Linked DNA regions of Ovis aries: region 1 is linked to region 2. The links are chromatin contacts, called in public Hi-C maps. All regions are on one chromosome and are shown on one strand. Each heading gives the region's core, a stretch centred on a gene start, on an enhancer-like site or on the middle of the called end of the contact. The rest is flanking DNA. Distances are from core to core; before and after follow the strand shown.

What was found. Hi-C and Micro-C count contacts between places; a contact is called where the count stands out from the background.
Region 1: a contact with region 2 is called in a Hi-C map of mixed tissues, with 2.8 times the contacts expected there. The contact joins two enhancer-like sites. A contact is called at or near these places in 4 of 16 Hi-C or Micro-C datasets (mixed tissues, omental adipose tissue and tail adipose tissue).

Annotation. Positions count from the first base shown.
Region 1 is chr3:222,179,646-222,184,094 of ARS-UI_Ramb_v3.0, forward strand. The region is part of intron 1 of WNT7B (Wnt family member 7B); the gene reads right to left. Among named protein-coding and RNA genes, the nearest start is that of WNT7B, 16 kb to the right of the region's middle. Within about 2 kb of position 1,921, at least 9 of the 54 cell types and tissues checked have an H3K27ac peak or open chromatin away from gene starts, as enhancers often do.
Region 2 is chr3:221,861,550-221,865,953 of ARS-UI_Ramb_v3.0, forward strand. The region is part of intron 16 of FBLN1 (fibulin 1); the gene reads left to right. Among named protein-coding and RNA genes, the nearest start is that of TRNAG-CCC, 5.3 kb to the right of the region's middle. Within about 2 kb of position 3,067, at least 12 of the 54 cell types and tissues checked have an H3K27ac peak or open chromatin away from gene starts, as enhancers often do.

The sequences.
Region 1 (4,449 bases), core at 671-3,170, 320 kb after region 2:
CATCGCCTCATCCTTGACCCTCAAAGACAGTTAAAGGGTCACCTGTCCACCTGGAGAACCATCCTCCCCCATCGGTCCCCAGGGGCCACACTGGGGGGCTTCCCCGGGGGGCTGCTGAAGGAGGCCCCCAAACTCGTGCCAGGTTGGGAGCAGGGCCCGAGTCCCAGGCCCTCCCCACACTGGCAGCCCTCCGCCGCCCCCGCTGACTCACTCCCCACAGTGCGCTCTGCCCCACCCGCCAGGCCCCATCCAGCCTCAGTGGTCCTCGTGGATGCTGGATGGACCTGCGAGTGAGCAGAACATGTGAGAACATCCGCTGGGGCCTCCCAGGGACAGGGACCCCACCCCCCGCACAGAGAGCAGGACCCTGCCACTGACATAGCCCCGGCAGGGCGGGCGCCCCAGGCACACCGCATCTTCTCTTCGACTTTTCCAGGTCCATAGAAAGCAGCCTATGACAGTGAAGGGCAAAGAAGTCTGGCGTGCTGCCATCCACGGGGTCGCAGAGTCAGACACGACCGACTTAGCGACTGAACAAGAACCTTGCCACTTCACACACTGTTGAGCGAATGCCTGCCTCCATGTGAGGTCTAGCGCTGCGAGCCCTGGAGGTGGGCAGGCTGCTGTGATTATGAGGGGAGGCCACCCCAGAGTGCCCTCCCCTGGGCCCTGATCTGCTGGCACCCGTCTTCCTGAGAAAGCCAGACAGAGATGGTGTCACTGCCAGCCCGGCCCACGTGACGGAACAGCCTCTCAGGCCCAGAGGAAGCCTCAAGCCATCTGATCCGTCCACGGGGCCTTAAGGCGACGGCCACGCATGCGGCCGCTGGGCCAGGCACCTCCACCTCAGCATGCTGCTTCGCCTACAAATTCCCTGATGACCGACCCGCAAACCACAGCCCGAGACAAAGATGCCTCCGCAGAGGGCAAACGCCCGCTGTGGCAGGGACCCCCGGCTTCCCCCTCACAGGACAGAGTCCCCGCCCTGATGCGGCCCACCTCCCCACCCCAGGGCTGGGCGTTAAGCCTGCCCTGAACCCACCTAAGGGTCCTGGGAAGGCCCCTGAGCTCAGGACTGGGGCAGCACTCCATGGGGGGCTGGCAGCCAAGGACTTTCCGGAACCCAGACCTCATGACTTAGCCCAACTGGGCCTCCACACCCCAGACCCCTCCCAGAGACACCGGAGCCAGGAGCTGGGTGTTACGGGGGAGGGGGCGGGGGGACGACCTCTGACCCCTGTCGTCCCCCTAGGAAGGAAGCATGTACCTGTCTTGGGGAGGTGAGCAGTGAAGAAAGGGTTTTCCCGCAGGACACCAGCCAGCCGGCCCCCTCTTCCCTCTGGGGATGCCCTCCCCAGCTCCGGCCTGCCCCTCTGCCCCGCCCCAGCACCGGCTGGGCGTGGCTTCAAGGCCTGAGTCCCGCGCTGGACTGTTCCTCATTGGCCCAGGGTGCTGTCAATCACGAGGCTGCCACACCCCTTCTCCCTCGGGTCACTAGCTCTGTGCTCTGCTTCTGCGTCTTCACCGTTTGGTCCTTCTCCCAGACCTCCTGACCTCCCCACCTCAGAGACCCTCCTCCGAGAGGCCTTCCCACCCTTTCGGTCCCCCAAGAGAGCCAGACTCTAAGCCTGACCCCTCAGGCTTTTCCTGAGGCCATGTGGGGCAGGGTCTATCCACCCCTGCCAGCTGGGAGGGCACCCAGCCAGACCTTGGACATGACCCCCCTCCCCACCCCAGCCCTGCCCCCAGCTCCCTGGGAGGCAGGGACAGGCTGGCTGAGCTGAACCAGATCCCGCCTCCCTCCAGGCCCCCAACCCTGGCCTAGCCCCGGGGGGCCCAGCGGCCCAGAGCTCCTCCAGCCCACGTTCCTGGCCCGGGGCGCTTTGTAGTTCTTCCTTCTCGGGCATCCTCCGGCAAAATATTTGAAGAATGTTCTAATTATCTGCGATCAGCCAGGGAGGCGAGCCTGGGTCCACTTGTCCAGGAAGTAACTGGGCAAATACCTGGGAGGGAGGCACCTGGCCCCGACGCCCACCCACGGCTGCATCCCCGCCAGCCTCTTCCTCGGGTGGCCAGGGGTTGGCCCAGAACTTCCCAGCCACAGATGAGCCGGAAGAGGTTCTTAGTTCTGGAGCCCAGCAGGGCCCCGAGGGGCAGAGTTGGGGTAAGGAACGCATGGTGGCCTCAGTGCTCCTGCTTGTCAAGCACGGACAAGAATGTCTTCTGGGTCAGGGACCACTCGGCAGACCCCCTGGGCCTCCATCACAGCCCCAGGGCTCGGCACCAGCAGGGTCTCCACAGCCTTCCTCGGCCGGAGGGATCAAGAGGGAGCGGAACAGCAGGCTAAGAGGCTGGTGCAGGCAGAGCAAAGGCTCAGGGGCGCACAGGCCACCTGCCCCGCCCTTGAACCGGCCTTGAATCTGCCGTCTCCGTCTCCTTCCCCGGCTGGGGTTCTAGGCTAGCTTGAGGGGAGGCATGTGACTTGGGGACGTCCCTGGACTACGGGAAGGCCACTCCAAGGCTACTCTTCTGAGACTCAGTTTTCTCATCTGATAGTAAAGCACAGTCAGCCCTCTGCTGGCAAACGGCTTCTTCCCCTACTGGGTCAGGAAGTGCTTTAACGCCCCGGGACAATGGGGGGAGGGGGGGATGTGCAGAGGGCTGGCTTTACTGAAGTCTGCCAGGCCATGTGAGGCATCCCCTTGCCTGCCCAGTCAAAGGGCCTGCACCAGAAGGGAGGAGGGGGCCACAGGACAAAAAGACCATCCTTCCCGAGCGGCCTCCTCCCTGTGTCCCGCACCATCTGCAGCAGGTCTTTTCAGGGTGTGCCCTGCCAACCCCCTTTACAGAGGGGGAGACTGCGGGGAGTTCCGTGGTCGGGGGCACGGAGGAGGGGTGCCTTATGGCCCCCCGACCACGCCCAGGCCTCAATGTCCCATCTGCGCAGTGGGGCTGGGCAACCATCTAGGTACTGCCGCTGGATCCTAGAGCCTTCTCCAGGTCGGGATCCTGTGTTCAGGTTCGGCTCAGCCCCTGACTCTCGCTGGCCCCTGGGAGCCTCAGTTTACCCATCTGTCCCCTGTGGGGAACGGCCCCCACTTGCAGGTGGGGTCTCCTGTGGGCTGGCTCCTCGTGCCGGGTCCCAGGCTGCAGTCTTTCCAGGCCACTGCCCCGCTCAGCTCGCTGCCCGCAGTGTTCCGGGGAAGAGAGCACGGCGTCCGCCCGCTCCCTCGCGCCCCCGCGGGTGGCGCACCGCCCCCCCCCCACCCTCCCCGCATAACTGGCATTCCTGGCTTGGCATCTGGGGACCCCACCCTGGAGAGAAACCGGGTGGCCTGAGAGAGAGCAGGAGGCGGGTAGGGGGTCCTGAGCAGGGACTGCAGCCACCAGAGGCAGACACGCACAGCCTCGCTCTCCCAGGCCCTCCCTGGCCTGGGGAGCTGGAGGATCCATCCAGCCCCCACGTCAGCCAAATCTGTGAAGTCCGAGCCTCACCCGGTCACTCAGGACATTGACCTCCGACCTCAGAAACATGCCGGCCTCTGCTGGGCGTGTAGGCCCTTCACGACGCTCCCGGGGGTCTGGCCAGACTGTGCCACAGTCCCCTCCCGGCCACCCTGTCTCCCCCAGCAGCCAGGCAAGGCTCAAGGCCCAGGGATGCCCTCTCCTCCAAGAAGCCCACCTGGGTCTCTCCTCCATTCTCCCTTCCTCTGCCCAACATGGGCGCATCGACGCCAGGCTCCTGAGGCGGCCTTAGGGGCTGCGATTCAGCAGCTCCTGTCTGCGCAGGGCCATGGCCACGCTTCCTGCACCTTCTGCTGTGCCCAGACCTTCCCCAGGCCTGAGCCCTGACCTTTCTCCTCACTCCCCGAGGTGCAGGTGGGGATGTTGAAACCCAGAGGTGCCCGGGCATCTGAAGGCCCACGGCGAGCTGAGGGCCGAGCAGGCATGAGGCCCCCAGCCCGGGGGTCAGCCTCAGCCCTGACGCCCCAGACCTGTTGGATGCGGGGGCGCCTGCAGGCCTGGGTGACCAGGATGCAGTCTGAAACCTCAGGACAGACAGACGGACGGACAAGTGGGTGGGACAGGTGGGAGGAAGCTGGCAGGCCCCGCAGGCCTGTGGCCAGGCTGGGAGTCTGGGCACCTAGTGGCTTGGCCAGCGCCGCGGCCTTCCTAACCACCCTGGACACCGTCTGAGCAGCAGGCCTGGGGGGCACATTCCCGTCAGACGGTGGACAACGAACCGTCCCCTCTGGGCAGACAGGGAGGTCCAGTCCCCATCCCGGGCACCAAGCCTCAGGCCGGCGTCCCTCTTCCAGGAGCAGGTGCGGGCGGGGACCTGCCTTGGCCACTCAGCATCTCCGAGTGACGGTGACTCAGCGAGCCCCACTCACCCAGGCTCTCCCGTGCTCTACAGTCCGCCCTCTGCTCTCCCCAAAGCCGGGCAGC
Region 2 (4,404 bases), core at 1,817-4,316:
CCACGGGCCCTGGTCTTCGGATTCGGTGCTGGCGGAGGGCCCAAGCTGGCCCTGGGGAAGTCGTCCTGCCTGTGGCCCGGCCTCCTGGGTGGGCCTGGTGTCCAGCTTCTCAGTCCGTTTGCCGGACGTCTCGTCTGGTTGGGCCCCTGGAGTTTGCCAGTGAGCTCTCCCACGTGGAGGGTGAAGGCCAGCGGGGACGGGGGTCTCCCTGGGGTGTGACCCAGGCTGTGCTGGGCTCCTGTCTCGCCACCCACGGGGCGCTGTCTTGTTTCTCTCCTTGGAGCCCCTTTGCCTGGACTTCCTTATCTGCCGCTCCCTCCAGCACCTCTCCTGCCCCAAAGAACTTCTGTGACCCCTGGAGCGTCTGGACTCTGAGGGTAGCCACCCTGGCACACGCCAGGCCTGGGCATGGGCCTGTCCACCTGTGATGGCTTGCTCTGCCACTGGACTCTAGCCCAGTCTGAGCGGGGTGGGAGCCGTCACTGGGCATGCTCACCCCCATATCCCGTCTTGGTCTTTGAAGACGCCTCTGGGGCTGTGATTGTCTCCATCGGGCAGAGGAGGAAGCTAAGGAAATGACCACCTTGAGACTGAGCTATGAAAACAGCAGGGCCCAGTTTGCAGGCGTGTTTTCAGCTATGCATTCTCGTTTTAAGCAATGTCTTAGATAGAAACCTTCTAAGTCCGTGGAGAGGGAGAAAGTGTTTTGTGGGCCACTCAGGCCTCCCATGTGGGGGCTCCTGGGCCCATTGAGACGCGCCTGGGCAGCCCGCACTGCTTGCAGCACCTGGGAAGGGGCCGCACCTACTCATAGGCTGAACCCCTGCCTGCTCTAGGCTTCACCCTGAGTGGACACTGGGCACCGGGTCAGGAAGGCTTCGTGGAAGAGGTGAGGTCTGAGCTGGGTTGTGGTGCACGTGAAGGAGCAGCTGATACTCAGTGCTGGAAGCAAAGGAGGAGGGACCAATGGCCAGAGAAGGCAGGTGTGGTTTGTGCTGGGCACTCCTGCTGCTGGAGGTGGAGCGGGCCTAGAGCCCAATCTTCCCCAGACACCCAGAGCCGGAGCTCTCGGACTGTGGGTGTTGACTTGGGCAGAGTTACCAAGAGTTTGTGTCCCAGAAAATTAACCAGTGCACAAGCCGCTGAGACCGTGACACGGTGAAGGTCGTTGCTCCCCCAGATCACAGAAGGAGAAAGCACTCCAAGTTGATTAAGAACCTGAAAGGGCCAGACCTTCCCCTAATGCGTCCTTTAAAAACCAGCTCTCCGCAGGGATAAAGGTGGCTCTGAGCAGGGCTGAGCTGCTCTCTCCTTAAAGCCGGGTGCAGCCACCCTGTTACATTCCTCTTTCACCAGCTGTCAATGAAAAATGAAGAATACATTTTCAACCTGTGCAAAAAATGCTCTATTAATGCCTGAGGTATTCTCAGGCCACTACAAAGCCTTCCTTATCCAGCCCCGGCTTCACTCCGCCCAGCACAGCACTGGCTGTGATCAGGGGCTGCTTCAGAAGGGGCCTTTCAGGTAATAGTTCCTGGAGATGACTAACAGGGGCCCTGGTGAGGTGGGTGCAGTCTGTGTATCATCAGCCACCGGCAATGGGGGACCCTCCCCCGGGACTCCCCAGGCCCCTGGATGGTTGGTGGTATCTGAGCCTCAGCCCTCCCTGACCCCTCCTTGCTCACTACTCCTTTTAAACTGTTTTTCTAAGGAGAGGGAGGAAAAAAAAACCTGTCTATATAGAGGGTGTGCTTTGGCAAAATTTCTACTAGAACCTCCCCAAAGCCAATAGGAACTAGACAGCACTCAGCTCAAGCTACTTTTTAGACCCAATGGTTGATTTCGTGAATGGCCCTCTGGATCCTTGGTGGGCATCACCGTTGCTATAGGAAAAAAACGAAGAGCATCACTGTCAGCTGGCAAGGAGGTGTGCTGCACGCCCCTGGGTCCCCTGAGAAACAGAGGTGCTCCTATCTTCAGCTCCTGCCCATGTACCATGGCAACCAGTCATGCTCGCAATAAAGTCTGAATGAATGGAGATGGTCCAGCTCATCTTTTAAGGCTTCCCAGTGGTAAAGAATCCGCCTGCTAATGCAGGAGACACAGAAGGCGCGGGTTCGATTCCTAGGTCAGGAAGATCCCCCTGGAGGAGGAAATGGCAACCCACTCCAGGATTCTTGCCTGGAGAATCCCACGGACAGAGGAGTCTGGTGGGCTACAGTCCATGGGGTCACAAAGAGTGGGACACGATTGAGTGACTGAGCACGCACGCGTGGACATGGGTTAGGTTGAGGAGGGACAGTCCCTAATTGCAGACACCATTCTTGTCATTAGAGGAAATGATAAGGAGAGCTCCTGGCAGCACCTGGCATGTAGTAGGTGTAGTCAGTATTCATGGAACCCAAACTTTTTCACATAGCCCACGTTGTCTGTGCCAGAGCCTCTAAATTTGGCCCATATCTCACCACCCGCATAACAATATCCTCACTCCCCCCTCCTCAAGGGAACCAAAAGCTTTTACATTTTGAAAGAGCATTCTAAGTTTTATTGTGAGCATACAAGGACTGTTACTGTATTTCACTTTTGAATAATATCAATGGCTGGGGTGGCCCTTTTAGGGCAAAACACCCTGGACTCTCTGCTCCCACCGTTGGAGCACTGAGCTTGGGGTCAGATATCCTGGCGTCGGTTCTTGCTTGGTTGTCCATTTCTAGCTGTGTGACCTCAGGCAGGTCTCATAACCTCTCTGAGCCTCGGTTTTCTTCTCAGTGAGATTGCCATAGTAATGCTTGCCTTGCCGGGGTATGAGGACCAGAAGGAGTCCTATGTACTGTAACATAGCTGGGTAGGTTGTTAGGGGATAAATGAGCCACTGTGAGGAGGCCGTTTGGGTGAGGTCTCGGAGCCCCCTGAAAGGACAGGAGAGCAGGCACATGGGATGCTACTGGGACTGTTCACCCCAAAGTGGCTCCAGTGACCTGGGAGCTGTGTCATAGGCACCCCTCGTGGCCTGGGCTGATGAGTCAGGCCGGAAGCAGAATGGTGGAGGCCATTCCTCCTGAGTTCTGTCATCCTTGAATTATTTGTTCAGCAAGAACCTCCTGGATTCCTACCCCATGCCTAACCCCATGCTGGGTTCTGGGGAACAAGTTTACACTCAAGCCACAAATCCTGCTTTCACGAAGTTGCCTCCTAGCTTCCCTAGCATCCTGCCATCTGAGTTCCTACAGTTTGTTTTTCAGCAGTAGGTTTTGCCTCTGTTAATGTCTCAGTGGGAGAGACAATAACGTGGCAAGGCTGCAGTCTACAGTTGACTTTCTGCGCACCGCACAACCCTGGGGGGTGCCATTCACAGCCTCTTCTACCTGCACTGCGCAGCTTGGTCAGCTGTACACAGCAGCCCCAGTGCAAGAGCTTATGCGTAAAGACAGCTACCTGCCTGTACCTCAGCCCCTGGCCAGGGGAAGCCTCATGCAAAGCAAAGAGCTTGTCTGCCCAGCCGTCTGCCTTCAAGTCACTCTCAGTCATTCCAGCCTGCAGGGGCCCAGATCGCCTCTTTGAAATCTTTACCTCTTAAGGGGTTAAACACACACTGCTGACCCGTCCGGGAGCCTGATTCGGAAAGCTTGGCCCAGAATCAGTACACATTACGGATGAGATTCAGAAATTCCACCTAAAAACAACAGCGCGGCCGTCTCTGCTGGTGATGAGTGATCGGCCCTGTCCTGCTTTCACGGCAAATCCCGGGATTAGGCGCTTTCTCTTCTCCGGGAGGCACAGCCCCCGCCCCACCCCCTGGGGCCACACCCTGGCCGGCAGCCAAGTCGTTTCCCGGGGATGCAAAGAGGCGGGCCTCGGCGACCTCACCTGGAGGTTGGCGGTCGTTGGAGGGCAGGGGGACGCAGAGGGCAGGCGGCGCCCTCTCAGAGGCCTGAGACGGGGCGTGAGAGCGGGACGGACACCAGCACCTTTTGTGCTGACTGTGCTGGGGCCTCACGGAGCAGCGATGGGCCATAGGCATTGGGCCCGGAGCCATCGTGACTCATAGGAAAGCAGATATTCCTGTTGCAAAGCCCTGTGAGGAGGGCGCCCGACACCCAGTTTCACAGAAGCAGAAACTCTCAGAGGCCACCCCCAGGCTGGCACGGGACTCTTAGGGCTCAGTGGGGTCCTCTGCTTTCGTGGGCCTCACTGGACACCTCTCTCTCTGCTCCTGCCCGTGGACCCGCGCATCACGTGGGCTGCTTCTCACATCTGCTGGCCCCCTGCCCCCACCCCCGACGTCGGCTCCCGGCCATGAGGTCCGCCAGCCTGGCCGGAGCCTCCCTCGTTTCTCAGCGGGGTGCGTCCACATGGTGGCAAAAGGTGCCCCAGCCACGAGGCTCCTGAAGCCAGGGACCCTCT